2 separate regions of the Sus scrofa genome follow, and region 1 is linked to region 2. The links are chromatin contacts, called in public Hi-C maps. All regions are on one chromosome and are shown on one strand. Each heading gives the region's core, a stretch centred on a gene start, on an enhancer-like site or on the middle of the called end of the contact. The rest is flanking DNA. Distances are from core to core; before and after follow the strand shown. Region 1 has its middle 160 kb from the start of FOXO1. Region 2 overlaps LOC102159588 (a long non-coding RNA gene).

Evidence for each region. Hi-C and Micro-C count contacts between places; a contact is called where the count stands out from the background.
Region 1: a Hi-C map of liver shows a contact between it and region 2, with 2.1 times the contacts expected there. The contact joins two enhancer-like sites. A contact is called at or near these places in 1 of 47 Hi-C or Micro-C datasets (liver) and 1 of 2 datasets of contacts at active chromatin or transcription factors (skeletal muscle).

What each region holds. Positions count from the first base shown.
Region 1 is chr11:15,249,957-15,253,326 of Sscrofa11.1, forward strand. No RefSeq gene overlaps it. Among named protein-coding and RNA genes, the nearest start is that of FOXO1, 160 kb to the right of the region's middle. Within about 2 kb of position 1,270, at least 29 of the 83 cell types and tissues checked have an H3K27ac peak or open chromatin away from gene starts, as enhancers often do. A contact at or near this core is called in liver, where this site is marked.
Region 2 is chr11:14,897,608-14,901,238 of Sscrofa11.1, forward strand. The region is part of intron 2 of LOC102159588 (a long non-coding RNA gene); the gene reads right to left. Among named protein-coding and RNA genes, the nearest start is that of COG6, 320 kb to the left of the region's middle. Within about 2 kb of position 1,589, at least 11 of the 83 cell types and tissues checked have an H3K27ac peak or open chromatin away from gene starts, as enhancers often do. A contact at or near this core is called in liver, where this site is marked.

The sequences.
Region 1 (3,370 bases), core at 20-2,519, 350 kb after region 2:
GCGGCATATGGAGGTTCCCAGGCTAGGGGTCTCATCGGAGCTATAGCCACTGGCCTACACCAGAGTCACAGCAACGCGGGATCCGAGCCGCATCTGCAACCTACACCACAGCTGACGGCAACGCCGGATCCTTCACCCACTGAGCAAGGGCAGGGACCGAACCCGCAACCTCATGGTTCCTAGTCGGATTCGTTAACCACTGCGCCACGACGGGAACTCCTCTTTTTCACTTTTAATGCTACATTTATATTTCCTGTTTTCTTTTACTATAAGGTCTGAATTTCAGTTGAAATAGTGGTTATCTTTCCCATTTTAAATAAGATACTTAAACGTCTATTTCTCAATTAGCTTCAGAAATCAAGTAGGATCCATTACCTCTTATAATTCCTCCCATTTTCTTTCCATCTATTCCTGCCCACCCAATAAACATAAACTTTTTCTTACTATGTTATTGGATTACTCCTTCCATGTGGGTATATTACTATCAGTATTATTATTACATCTGGTAGCTATTGATCTTTCTTTCATAGACGTCTTTTTTTTTTTTTTTTCTCCTTTTTAGGGCCAAACCTGCAGCATATGGAATTCCCAGGCTAGGGGTCAAATCAGAGCTGCAGCTGCTGACCTAACCTACACCACAACTCACAGCAACGCTGGATCCTTAGCCCATTGAGCCAGGCCAGGAATCGAACCTGCAACCTTATGGATACTAGGCAGGTTTGTTTCCACTGAGCCACATAGAACTCCCATAGATTTCTTTTAAATGCAGTAAATATCTGGAAGAGGCCTCTGTTACCAGACACCAGTATCTTTGGATGAAATAAATGTTCAAATGACTTTCATTCAGGCAGGAGCGGCTCCTAAGCTGCAGCACAGCCAATGGGAAGTGGGGGGGGGGGGGGGCAAAACACAGAAAGGGAAACTGGATGAGGATGGGGAAATATACAGAAGGCAAATTTTACCTACTTCTCTGTTTTGCCTCTAGTGGAGCCTAGAAACTAGGGGAACAAAAATGTAGACTAAATAAACATTCCCAGAGGGCACCACGATGGCTCCCCTGGTGTGAAGGAGACAGAGGTCAGACATACAACCAAGGCTGGCACCGCGGGGTCTGGCGGGGGAAGGAAGGAGGAGGAGAAACGCTGAGCTTCCTCGGGAGCTAACAGCACCGGCTTCGAGAGAACCCTCCCGGCTCCAAACCCCACCCCACGTCACATCCTGTCCACATGCATCTTCTCGGAGAAGGCACACGCAAACAACTGCCTCCAGCTCAGTCCAGGCTCAATTCTTTCTGCGACTGCCCGGGGCTTCTTTATCTCAACCCCTTGTGAGAACACAGGAAACCCTGCTTCCCCAATCCTGAAATATCTGCGTCAGGAAGGAAGGCATATCGTCTTTCCAGGGCCTCTGTTTTGCTTGTGAACCAGTTCGATAGCCCGCTTTGTAAATGCGTGGCAAAAGCAAACCAATTCCCGACCTTCCTTGGAAATGGTATGTTTGCAAGATAATGCCCAAATCCACTTAAACACTGGGTGACAAGTTAGGTCAGAAAACTGGGTGCTAAGAGACCAACTACAGTATTGGAGAGGTCTTTTGTTATTGTTTTGTTTAGTTTGTTGTTGCTGTTTGGTTGGGTTTTTTTTAAGCTTACTAAGAATTGTTCAAGAGAGAAATCATGCATTTTCTTCCCCCGACATTCTTGCTGTACTTAAGGAATCGCTTTAATTCACTTTTCATCGGGTCCCAGTAAAATTTACTTTTTATATTTTAGAGAAAACATACAAACCGTTAGCTGGTTCAGAGATATTTTATGATCAATTTTTATAAATAAATAGCTAAGTCAAGACATCTTAAGAGATTAACATAAATGAATTAGAGCCATCAAGCTCCCTATTAAAAGATTTCGATTAAAAATGTTTGCCAGAGACAAAGGGTGGAACAGACCTCAGGGATTGCTTCATGGGCCCAGAATTCTGTGTTGCTATAAGCAGAAATGGTATTTTTGCTTGACAACGTTTTCTGGGCCGTCCCCCGTGATTTCTAAGCTGGACTCTGGTATTAATCACGCTCATACGAGCCTCAGATGGCCTTTACTTCAGAAGTGATGACAAACCCACCTTTCTGTGAAAAATTATCAGTTGAGGTCCGGAAGCAAAGTTTTTTGTTTTTTAAAAAAGTGCCATGTCTTGAAGTCCCTGCATTCCCAGGCAATTTCTCCCTCTGTCTGTTCCTAAGGACCCACCGCCACAGAGCTGAGGTGTTATTTGTATACCAAACACTGCCATGCAACTGAACAAATAAAAGCAACCAAAAAAGCATAAGCGCTCTTTGCCTCCAGCCTCTAAAAGGATCTATCAGGCCGTGTGTCTGGATTCTTAACCACTATTCCCAGGAACAGTTCCCAGCCGCCTTGCAGCCCTGGACCCCTCCCCAGCTCACGGCCCCCTGCCGCTCCCCACCCAAGTGGCCCTGCCTCGAGTGTCCTCCAGCTCCCGCCCCGCCGAGGATGTCCCCATTGAGCAGCGGGAACAAAAAGAGCCTTTTGCAGGCTCTCCAGGGCGCAGGGGAGCCAGGCCGGCTTTGAGGAGCCTGCCAAGGAGGGCGAAGGCCTCGCTTTGAAAGCGCTTCCCCAGTTTGCGGACTCGTGGGACTTGGCAGGCCCCGGGAGCGGCGCCTCGGGGAAGAATGCCCCTGGCCTGGCCTCCCTGGCGGGCGCCCCCTGCTCTTTTCATCAGGCCCCATGTGACGCCCGTGAGGGAGCCGGTGGCCCACCCTGTGAATGAAGGCTGTTTGTCCGGGGGGGCCCCCCGCCCCAAGCAGCCCCTACTGCAGGACACACGCCTCCCGACTGCTAAATCGCAGCTGAAGAAAGGACGGCGGTTTGCGCGCTGGTCACCCAGAAAGGCCCTTGGGGCTCTCCCCTGGGGCCCACCTGGCCCAATGTCCCCTGTCTGTAGGACGCAGGAGTGGCTGGGTGAGGACTGGATCAGCCATAAAGGGACGCAGTCAATGCACTGGCCCCGGAGCTGCGCTCCTCTGCTCGGGGCAGCAAAAGGCCCCGTGGGTCAGCACAGAAAGTACCCAGGTGGCAGCCCAGGTTGTGTTTGGTTCTGGATCAAACGCAATTTCTTGGTTGTCACTCAGTTTTTCTCTCCATAAAACAGGCCTCTGAGCCGTGGGCCCTGGGAGTTGCTCAATAGAGCCCTATTGTTAAATCAGTTGACAAACTGCAAAGCCAAGTCCGAAATACTCCAGGCCCTGACCACCGGTGATGGGTGAATAATGACAGCGAGACTTCAAGGGCGGCCTCCCCGCCCATCTGTTTATTTTTCCTGCCTGAGTCTAAAATGGCTTCCAGGCCCTGGACTGT
Region 2 (3,631 bases), core at 339-2,838:
AGTCACCGGTCTTACCTGACTCACCGCTTGGTGGCAGCACACCACACTTCCTTCCTCCCTGCTCTTTCCTGTGAGTGTGTGAGGAGGAGGCCCTCTACTTAGGGGCCGTCCCCACACCTCAGTCTCCTGCATTGCTTTTGATGCAAATTATCACTTAAACTTTTAGGCAACAGCAAATATTGTTCGTGTGTGCTTTTATGAACTCCTTTCGGATGACGTGGAGCTTTGCCAAGGCCAAACCCAGCACCTTTCATCAGACCATTTTCACTGGGAGGTTTTTCTTACATAAAATGATCCACGATTAAAAATATGGAGAAATTTTCTCAGTGTGGCACAGCTTTTTAAAAGACAGGGACAAAACCTTTATCAACAGAGCAATTTATCATGCCAGTAATTTTCTACCTCTGTCCTGCTATTATCAAGGATGGCCGTTTTAAAAGGAACTCTTAGCTCTGATCTCTCGGCTCAGCCTGCAGCCTCACAGTAATGGCCCGACTCTAACTTCAGCCCACTGCCATGGGAGTAATTATGCCACACGCACAGAAGGGCGATTTGCCACAGAATCAAAGAAGCAATTGGGTTCAAAGTGAAAAACAATCTCTAGAGATGGGAGGGAAAGACACTTGATGAAGCGGGGAGGACAGAGAGAGCCCTGCTTTATGTGGAAGAGGGCTGTGGACTAAAGCTCTGAAATAAAATCGCATCAGAGTAAGACCGCGTATGAAGTGAATGAAGTCATTTTCCTAATGCCTGCTTTCCTTCTCCCATGTATTTTTTAAAATCACAGCACAAGGAAAGATGAAACGTTTTCCTAATGCTCCCTTCCCTTCTCATATATATATTTTAAATCACAGTACAAGGTTAGACAGTCCCAAATAAAGGATTCTTTATAGCTGCTGCAATAGTGTCTGCACCGATCATTCCAAGTGAATGCTTTTATTTCCTTCATAAAACCCTGGAAAAGAATCACAGACCCCGTGGCTGTAGATGTGATCTGGGAGCTGAGCTTGTCCCATTTCTCTGCCTTCAGGAGGGTTCCAATCCAAACTTTCCCAAGAGGATCAAAATCAACACTGGAAAGTTCATGAAATGATTTTTTTGAGGCCAAGGACAAAGATCCCTCAGTGTAAAGGGTCAAATATTTTGTCCAGAAAGAAACATGAGTCTGGAATCAGGTGACCCAGGAGGAAGGCTGAAGTTCGGGCTTTGCCCATCCTGCCACTGGGACAATACATATGAGGTCTCTGTGCCCAGGTTGCTTCAAAATGGAGATGATAATGACATCACTGCTCCAATGACCCAGTGAGATGATGGATGTGAAAGTGCTTAGCAAACTGCGCTGTTCGATAACCACTTGCTAGTGTTGAGCTCACTCGGTTCATTTTTCCCTCTGTAAGCTAGTCCTTTACCACCAAAATGCAGAGGACTGACTGTGGGGGCAGGCATGCCCTCGCCCTCTCCCCGCCCCCCCAAGCTCAGCAACCAAGACGGAGGTGGAATATGAGGACAGAGGAGGAGCCTGGAGCACATGGCTGCAGCAGCACCCTCCCAGGACGTGCCTCTGTGCACTCTCCCAGCCCAGCCTCCATCGGGCACAGGGACTGTGACCTGAGTGACTGGAGGCGTGGATTCAGGCCATTATCTTACTGTGTGACTCTAGGTTATTTCATCACTTATTTGGGAGGTTACTCATTCAAAACAAATAGGAATAGGTGACCCAGGCTCTCAAGCCAGAAACCTGAGTTCAAATTGTGGTACCACCAATGACTTGAGAGGTGACTCTGAGATAGGTACAAATACTACTCAGTAATGTATCGAGCATTCGGATGCACCAGCCCTGCTCCAAATGCATCAATGCGGGTGATCTTCACAATAACCTCCTAAGGTTATTAGCCTAGTTATTATTCCCATATCCCAGATCATGAAACTGAGGCCGAAGTGCTTGAAAAACTTGCCCAAAGTCACTCAGCAAGTGAGTAGCAGTCTCTCACACTCACCACAAACACTCAGTGATAGTGAATATTTGTTTATTAAGGACCCATTATACACCAGCCACTTTACTAGAAGGACCTAAGATACACTAGCTCCTCATCGTTATTCTGTAAAGATCACAAATAAAAATACTTGCTTAGTTTATTCCACATAGTTGTTCTCAGGAATCAAGTCAGAAAGGCAATAATGTGTAAAGATGTTTAAGTGGGCTTTTGAAAGTTGAAAAGCAGCTATATCGGGAAGGCAGAGTCAGCATTAGTTTATTTTAGCTGAATCCGACACAATGTCCTTGTAATAGGAAAAACTTAATCCAAGAGATACATTATAATAATCTTGTTGAAACAAACATCATCTGGTATTGCTGCAAGCGTCTAGAACTCCCTTTGCCAAAATAACCGATTCGATTTTGTAGTTCTTAGAGTGTCACATTGACCCCAGCCCTGTTGTCATAACTCTCTGTTTATTTTCCTCCAGAGTGGGACGCTTACAGCAACATGAAATGTCTGTTTTCTTTTCCAGGCCTTGTTGGCCTTCTACCAGAATATCAGAGACTGATCTTTCTAAACACCCGATCAACGTATACTTATTGGACACGTTCTGTTTGCAAAACGCTATACCAAGGTCTGTGTTTGTTCATGCTTTCCTCATTTTCTGTCTATGGCTGTGGATTAACTCTGTTAAAATTTCTGTATTACGAAGATCACAGAACAGATGCAAGAGGGGTTCATTGTCCCTTTTATCTCTCAGAATGTCTAACAGAAGAAAGTCGAATCTAAAACACTTTGTGAAAATATTAAAGAACACCATGGTTCCTTTAGCCCAAAAGGCAAATTTCTGAAGGAGATAGACTCATAGTAAAACAATGTTAATCTGATTTTAATGGGCATTTCTTGACCACCTCTTTTGACCTAAGCTCCAGAATACAAAACTTCCTGGCTTGGACAAGTCACTTAACCTTTCTGGACCTCAATGTCTTTATCTATAAAATGGGGGAAGAAATAAAACACTGGGGAAGCTCTTAGAAAGCATTTATTACCTTGTTTCATCCTCTCAAAAATCCTGTGAAGGAGACATCGTTCCTTATTGTATCTGATAAAACTAGAGCTTGGCTTCCTGAGCAAAGCAGCACACCCAAGTTCGCATGGTTGGCGATACACTTTATTTTCAAAAGCCTGTGCTCTTTTCCCTGGGACCAAAGCCCCAAGACTAGAGGCCTGCCTTTGGAGAAGGCAAAAGCCTAAGCAGGCAGTGCCAGCTTTTATTATTATGCAACTCAAATCGCCCTCATCCCAGGGACGTGCACACTCCGGCCTCAGAATTTCTTGGTATCTGTGTTTGCAGGTCAGCACGCACAGAACTTTGCAGTTTCCAAACACAAATGGCCCGTTTCAAAGCTACGCAAAGCCAGACTGACTTTCAAGTCAGAAAGTTCCATTCCCCCCGCTTTGTGTGCCCTGGGACGCTTTGTGTGCTGGAGGTCAAGTTTTCCCAGTGATAAGGCAGATTGGACGAGGAAGGTCTCCAAAGCAGGAAAGCTGAGCGTGAGCGCCCCAAAGGTTATCCGCGGAGAGACGGCCTTGAGAGGACAGCTTTATCTAAGAGCACTTGCCGCCGGGAGTCGGGTGGGAGCAAACACATG